Regions from separate parts of the Mus musculus genome. Here region 2 is linked to region 1. Evidence: chromatin contacts called from public Hi-C data. All regions are on one chromosome and are shown on one strand. The core of a region is the stretch at or near the end of the contact, and the rest is flanking DNA. Distances in the headings are between cores, read along the strand shown.

Region 1 (3,802 bases), core at 753-3,252:
TTTTATTTTTTAATGTTTTTTTTGAAACAGGGTTTCTCTGTGTAGCCCTGGGTATCCTGGAACTCAGTAGCTAGCCTCTGCCTCTCAAGTGCCCGGGTTAAAAGTGTGTCACCACTGCCTAATTATATTTACAATCTGTCACATTCTCATTTCTCACCTAGGAATGATTGAGATTTCTTATCACAGGAGGGGTAAGACCAAGATGTGGATAGTACCTAAGGCTAATCAGGTTATTTCTAAGTCTGACTTTCTACCATTAGACATGGTTTGGAAAGGGCTCAGTGCTGTGAGGAGAAAAGGGAGCCTGGAAGCAGTGGATGACTCTGAGCTCCAATAACAAACTATGTTCTCAAGATTTCTTAGTTTCTCTAAGCCTCAGTTTCTGAAAACTAAAACTACAACCATCTTATGAACTGCAATATCACTTCTCAGTAGGTACCTGAAAATGTGAGGCTGGAGAGATGGCTCAGTAGTTGCTCTTCCAGAGGACCTGGGTTTGATTCCCAACACCCGGGAGGGAGCTCACACCCATCTGGAATTACAGTTCCAGGACATTTGACACCCTCTACTGGCCTGGGAAGGCACCGAGGGCATCTCTGGCACAGAGATATCCATGCAAGCAGAACAACCCCCACACACATAAAAAAAATTACATTTTGTATCAAATTTTCTATAGAATAGTAATGTTAGTAGCACCAGTTTTGTAGCGTTCCTAGGACTAACTGAATTAACAACTTACTAAGTGCTTGGCACAGACATATCTGGGAGGTGCTATGAAAGGGGTTTTTAAACACACAGCCTTGTCTCAGTGGTGCCATGCTGTGTAGGTAGCTTTTAGTGCCTTGTGTATCAGAGCACCTCTGAGAGTTTTAGCTGTTACAACGGCCCCACTCCTGGGGTGGGATGAATGTGTAGATGCCAAAGTACAGCTCTGAGCTCAGTGAGTCTACTCTTGAGCCAAATACAAATGATGGCCAGCAACATGGATTCAGATTACCCTGGAAGACATGCTCCACTGTGGAAGTAGTTACATTAGCTTTTATTATTATTATTATTATTATTTACAGAAAAAAGGAAGTCATAAAATCAAGGCAATTACCAAATGGCAAGGCCTGCAGGTTGGTGGATTACAGCAAAGTGGGCCAAATTTACAAGTTTCAGGTACTGATGAGATTTGTAGCTTTTGAATCAGTGGAAGCTAGAGGTCAGCTGACAATACATTTCTTCCTTCTTTTTACTATTACTACTACTATTATTATTAGTGGTCGTTTTGCCAGCATGTACGTCTGCACCGCTCTGTCGTACCGCGGGGACTGAACTCCAGACTGTTGTGAGATACTGCCGGGAATCAACTTGGTGTTCTGGAAGAGCAGCCAGTGCTCTTAACCACTTTTTTAGCCACTGCTAAAAAAGACATATTAAAGAGTTTCCTAAGGTCATGAGGGTATTAAGTTTGATGGGTAGGCAATAAATAAATTATTAAGGCGTGTAGAATCTTTAACACCTTGCACTATTCTTTATTTTTTTCCCTGGGAACTCCAGTTTATTAGATGTGTGTGTGGATGCGATGCGGTGGGACATTAGGACACTATGGAGTAAGTACACTGCGGGTCCCAGGCCACCCGGCACAACTCTGTCTGAGGTGTCACACACCTCTAACGCGATCAAGCTCTGCTTACTTCAAGTGTTTAGGCTGAAGTGCGCGGAGGCCAGGACAGCGGACACGCGTGGAAAGTGGCACAGACCGTGCGTGGGTTCTGTACCTGTCGGAGCGACGGGGGCCGAGCTCGGCCGGCTCCGGGCTGCTCGCGTCGCTGACAGGAGCTTGGCCCGCGCCCCCTCAGGGCAGCGAGCGCCGCGGGTCGAGCGCCTTCCGCGGGCGTCGCTACACACTTCCTGTAGGTCCCGCCGCCTGAGGAGCGCTTCCGGTGCCGGCTGAAGCTGGGGTCCGAGCCCCCGCCCCGCCCCTCTCCGGCCCCGCCCCGCGCGGCCCCGCCCCCGCGCTCCAAGCCGGGCGCGCGGAGCCCGGGGCGCACGGAGCGGCGCGCGCCGGTGGCCGAGCCAGGCTGGCGCCTGCGCCCCCCCCTCTCATCGCACCACCGCCGTCACCCGCCGCGCAGCCCGTGGGGCGCCCTTCCCGGTTCACCGACTCCGGCCCCGGGGCCTCCGGCTGTGGTGCTGCCGCCCTCCGTCCCGCCGTCCCTCCCCGTCCAGCTCGGGCCGCCGGGCTCCCGCAGGCCCCACCGCCCGCGTTCCTATGGACAGACGCACAGACACCTGCAGGTGGGTGAGAGCCCGCGCGGGGCTGGGGAGCACGCGGGCGCGGGGCCTCTTTGTGTGTGGGCGGCCGCGCCGTGACCCTCAGAACCTTCCTTTTGTCTGCTCCGGGCCAGCGAGGCGGGAGGGCGCTAGGGGCGGAGGGGTCTGCGGGCGCAGAGCGGGGCGCGCACCGGTTCGCGGCCGGCGGCGTCTTGGCGGGGACTGTCGGTGCGCCGGCGTCCCCCGAGCTGGGCAGGAGGGCGGGACGGAGGAGGAACGGTCTGCCTAGCTAGTTGCAGAGTCTGAGACACCTCGGGGCTCTGCCGGACTAGCTTGGTTGTCCGGAGGTACCGGGAGGTGCGTGTGGGGCGTGTAAAGGAACGTGCGGCGCTTTGCTCCCTTATTTATTGTTTCTAACGGAGGAGGGCTTTCTCCCAAAAGCTCCCCCCAATCTGAGGCTGCGCACAGTGATTTGGGTTTGTTATCAAATAGATCAAGAAACCTAGTGTCCTGGAGAGAGGAGGTTGAGCTGACCAGCAACAAACACATCAGATGAAACAAACAAACAAACAAACAGACAAACAAAAAATGTTTGTGGTTTTCTTACGGCTGACTTTAATTTAAAATGTTAAAGGTCAGGCAGTGACTTAAATGGAGAAAATCGAACATGGCTGATTTTTTTTTTTTTTAATATTTTTAAAGAAATTGTTTTGAAGTTGTGGAGTAAAGTTTTTTCTTGTGGTCCTTAGGATTATCACCGATAGAGTAGTCTACCTACTAAACAGTTAATTGGAGTGTCATGTAGTGACAGCTTTTATGGTAGGGCTTGCATTAGAGAGTAAAACAATGATAGTCTTTCCATGCAGGCTAAAACCTTTGTTTTCCGTTTTAAGATAGGAGATTTTTTTTTTTTTCATAGCATATGAAGAGAACGTGATGTTAGAAGTGATTTTTCCCAGCGGTATTTCCTTATTTTACATGATACATTTATTCCTTACATGCGTACAAACCAAGGGTAGGGTTGTTGTACGTTAGATATAGTGTTTTGAAAGGTGGAAGGTAGTAGCTCTGTTTTTTCTTATTTGATTAGCTGGCTTACTTCGTGAACAGTTGCTATGTGTTCATAAATGATCAAATAATAAATGAAGTACATTAAGCATTCATAAAATTCATTTCACAGACTCACGTTTCTATGTAGGTATTGGGTTATGCACTATGTTAATCTGTTTGTTCCTCACTTTTAGAAACTTTATTTTTGTCTACTGTGAGAATTCATATTGACATACATAAGTCTGACTGTTACCGGGAAATGGTTTTTGTTTTTAATAGTTTTGAGGAGCACTAAACAGCCATTTGGAGAAAATGGAAGATTCCTTTAAAAAGAAAATCTAAATTTGAAGGGAAAAATACTATGGTATGAAAGCTCCTTAAATTTCTATTAAGTTGTTAAAATTTTAAGAAAAAATACAATTCAATGTACTTTTATTCAAGTACCCTATTTTTTTCATAAAAGAATTTAATATGCTTAAAATAGTGACTTTTT
Region 2 (3,802 bases), core at 842-3,341, 51 kb after region 1:
ATAACAAAACTCTTGATTTCTGTCATATGGAGTTTTCTGCCTGTTCTTGAAATTCGTATATGTGGATTATGCAATATTTCTTCTGAAATGTATTAGCAGAGTGCTATATTTATGATGCAAGTACGTGAACATACGACACATTGTAGTGTGTTCTCATAACATGGTTGTTTATACAGTGTTTTGCGGTTTGTCAGGAGTAAGACATTGATATTTTTGTGGGTTTGGGGATACTTACACTTATTTCTTAGTGCACACACACCAAATAATTTATCTTAAGCCACAGATCTGCTCTGCTTTAAGACAAAAAGTAGTAAAACAGGAAATTTAAAAATAAATATTTGCATATGTATAAATATATATTTTGTTTTTACTATAATTTATTTCACATCTCTAGCTCTTGGTCTTATATAATTTACTGTCTTGGTTGTACTTAGGGGCTGAGGACTTTAGTGTAGTTACCATCTGCACCATGATATGAGTTAATCTTACTTTAAATAGGCGCAAGCTGGGAAGTCACATGACTGGCTTTGTTTGTTCTCACTTCATCTTAGTGTTTCAGAAATTCACAAAAAGAAACCCCAAGGCTTTAGTTTGTTGCCCTGAGATCGAGTGTGAAGTGTTTTCCACAGCTTGTTTCTACCTCTGAGCAGCTTGAACACAGTCGCCAGCAACATTCTAGATTTCTCAGCCCTTTTAAGGACCTAAATATTATTGAATCTCTTAATATTTTATGGGTTCCAAAAAGTAACCATCTATTTCACTAAGCAAAAAAAATTCATGATTAAATATAAGCAGCTATTGAGTTTATTAGAGTCCATGCCTTTGTTCTAGACTTTGTGTATAATATTAATTGTCTAATGTTTATACAAAGAATGAGAGACTCACTTATCCTCATCATAGTCTTTACCATAAAACTATGATCTTCTTCAGTCTGATTTATATTGTCTATGTTTAAGAATTACCATTTCTTTATTGTATGTAACAGATGCCAAATGTTTACATCTTAATGGCTACACATTAGATTCTTAGATTAACCTCTTTATAAATGATTAGTATTTATAAGAAAATTTAGCTGAAGGATAAGAATCATTTGAACATTGTTTTTTGTTTTTGTTTTTTTTTTTTAAGTAATAGTTTATCTTTCCTTATGGTATTTGTGCTACGGCCCTTTCTGTAAATAACAATGGATACGGACACTAAGCCTTTTGTGTGCCTATTGTGATAAAGATACCTTCTTCTCTTCTGTGTACCTAATGACTTCTTAGGCTTTCCTCCCATTTTCAGACATTTTCCTTTTTAGTTAACGTTTCTTAGTGGGTGTATTGTGACATTTCATCTGTATTGTTTGCCTTTGCTTATGCTTGTTCTCCTACTGTCCTTCCCAGTCTCCATTCCACCGTTAACTGTTTGTCTGAGCTCTCATCATAGATGTATATATATCTGTATGTACACACGCGCACACACGCACGCACGCACGCACACACACACAATGCAACTTAATTCAGATTCTGCATATGAGGGAAAACATGCAATGTCTGTTTTTCTAAGTCTGGTTTATTTTGATTAATATGATGACTTCCCATTCCGCCTGATTCCCAATACCTTGGTTCCATTGTCTCCACAGCTCCTTAATGAGACCCCATTGTGTATATGTATCACATTCTCTCCTCTGTTGTGGACTTCTAGGCCAGCTCCATTTCTTGGCTTCTGTGAGTTAATTCTATAAGTATGGATATGTGAGTGAGGGTAGGCTGGCTGTGTCTCTCTGTCGGGGCCTCAGGCAGCCTGCACAGCCTGTGCCATCATGTGAACAGAGCACTGGGGAAGAGGAGTTTCCTTGTTTTTAAAACAGTGAAACCAAATGCACTAGGCGCAGGATTTGTTCCAATATATCTGCGTGTGAGGTACCACCATCTCCCAGGATGGGAGAGAAATGTTCACCATTTTTTCTTTAACCTCTTCACTAAAGAGTGCAAAATGGGTTCCCAAATTCTGGTACTCTGTTTTGCTATGTATATTAAACACTAGGTCTTATGGGTAGCTTACTTTCAACAATGTAAGCTGATTTAGCTTTAGAATTGAGGATTATAAAGACTTAAAACCAAAGATCCTTAATTGCCTGAGTCATCATGGTCTGTGTGCCCTTGAAGTGGCTCCCTCCCACCTGGTGGGGCTCAGGTTGGGAGCACCATGACAGGTGTGGACAACTGACAGGGTTCAGGAGCGGGGCTCAGGATGTGATCACTGTAGCGGTTAGCTTTGGATTAAATCTTTGTTTCTGTGTGTTTTTCTGTGTGGCCCTGGCTGTCCTGGAACTCACTCTGTAGAGCATGCTAGCCTCCAACTCAGAGATCTACCTCCCTCTCTCTCCCAATTAGAGGCCTGTACCTCCAGTGCTCAGTGAGCTTTGAATGAAATCTTAGCTTCCTTATATACTGGCTATGTGACAGAGCACATTTTTATTAAGCACTCTGACTTTGTTCTTCCCTTTAAAATGAAAATGATACCTCCCCCATAAAGGTCTAAATCTACTGTGTTTAGAGTAGCGCTTGCTAAGACGGTGAGCCTCATGTCAGTGTGTGCCATTATTTTAATGTTCATTGAAGCTTTTGGGACCTTCTACATCTCACAATTGCTTAGAAAGGATGGAGTAGCATGGCCATCACAATATTGATGAGAAGGTTTGTTTGTCTGACTAGTGGATCAGTGATGCTTTCTACGAGAGAGAGAGAGAGCAGCCTTCTTAGACTTTGCTCACATTATTCTCAAGTCTTTGTTAAGTGTTCAAGGATTACTTATAGAATGAGAATTTCTACATTGATAAAATAATTCAACAACCAGATGTCATTACACTTCTAAAGCTAGCAAAAGTTTTTAAAATAAGGCAATTGGGTAGAGTAGAAAGGAAACAGACACATGCTCTAAAAGAAGTCAGGTAGATCTGCTCTACCTCAGTTTGACGAAAAGAACTAAAAAAATTCTATTTTTATTCTGTATCTTGGCATTTATCACAAAATAGAAGTATATTAAAAAGATGATCTGGAGCTGGAGAGATCAGTCAGTCAGTGATGCTGGAGAGACCAGTCAGTCAGTCAGCGATGCTGGAGAGACCAGTCAGTCAGAGATGCTGGAGAGACCAGTCAGTCAGTGATGCTGGAGAGACCAGTCAGTCAGAGATGCTGGAGAGACCAGTCAGTCAGAGATGCTGGACAGACCAGTCAGTCAGAGATGCTGGAGAGACCAGTCAGTCAGAGATGCTGGAGAGACCAGTCAGTCAGCGATGCTGGAGAGACCAGTCAGTCAGAGATGCTGGAGAGACCAGTCAGTCAGAGATGCTGGAGAGACCAGTCAGTCAGCGATGCTGGAGAGACCAGTCAGTCAGAGATGCCGGAGAGACCAGTCAGTTAGTCAGTGATGCTGGAGAGACCAGTCAGTCAGAGATGCTGGAGAGACCAGTCAGTCAGTCAGAGATGCTGGAGAGTGTGGGGAGCGGGTGTGGCGGCAGTCCTAAAGGCGCCAGGGACTGCAGCTAAGTCATATGACTTGCACCTGACTTCCTCATATAAGACAAACATCTTGAGTGCTGCGCAGGTGTACCAGGATACAGGTGAATCCAATTTGATGGAGATATGCCCCTGCTGCCCTGATTAGCTGAAGCTGCGTGCCTGGTGAGGTAGCGTGGCCTGCGGTGCGTGGATGAGAGAGAGTATAAAAGGAGTGAGAGGCCCAGGGTTCGGAGGAGATATAAACAAGGGGGATATAAACAAGGGAGATATAAAAACAGGGGAGATATAAAAACAAG

Evidence for each region. Hi-C and Micro-C count contacts between places; a contact is called where the count stands out from the background.
Region 2: a Hi-C map of rod photoreceptor shows a contact between it and region 1, with 2.6 times the contacts expected there. The contact joins the enhancer-like site here to the promoter of E130308A19Rik in region 1. A contact is called at or near these places in 3 of 39 promoter capture datasets (the C10 cell line, embryonic stem cells and liver), 1 of 15 datasets of contacts at CTCF or cohesin (large pre-B cells), 13 of 484 Hi-C or Micro-C datasets (B cells, the C10 cell line, the G1E-ER4 cell line and 7 more) and 3 of 115 datasets of contacts at active chromatin or transcription factors (Th17 cells and embryonic stem cells).

Annotation. Positions count from the first base shown.
Region 1 is chr4:59,624,209-59,628,010 of GRCm38.p6, forward strand. E130308A19Rik (RIKEN cDNA E130308A19 gene) reads left to right here and starts at 2,003. Exons shown (of 4, transcript NM_001015681.2): 1 at 2,003-2,283.
Region 2 is chr4:59,675,385-59,679,186 of GRCm38.p6, forward strand. All of the region lies in intron 1 of E130308A19Rik (RIKEN cDNA E130308A19 gene), which reads left to right. Among named protein-coding and RNA genes, the nearest start is that of E130308A19Rik, 51 kb to the left of the region's middle. Within about 2 kb of position 2,092, at least 4 of the 459 cell types and tissues checked have an H3K27ac peak or open chromatin away from gene starts, as enhancers often do. A contact at or near this core is called in rod photoreceptor, where this site is marked.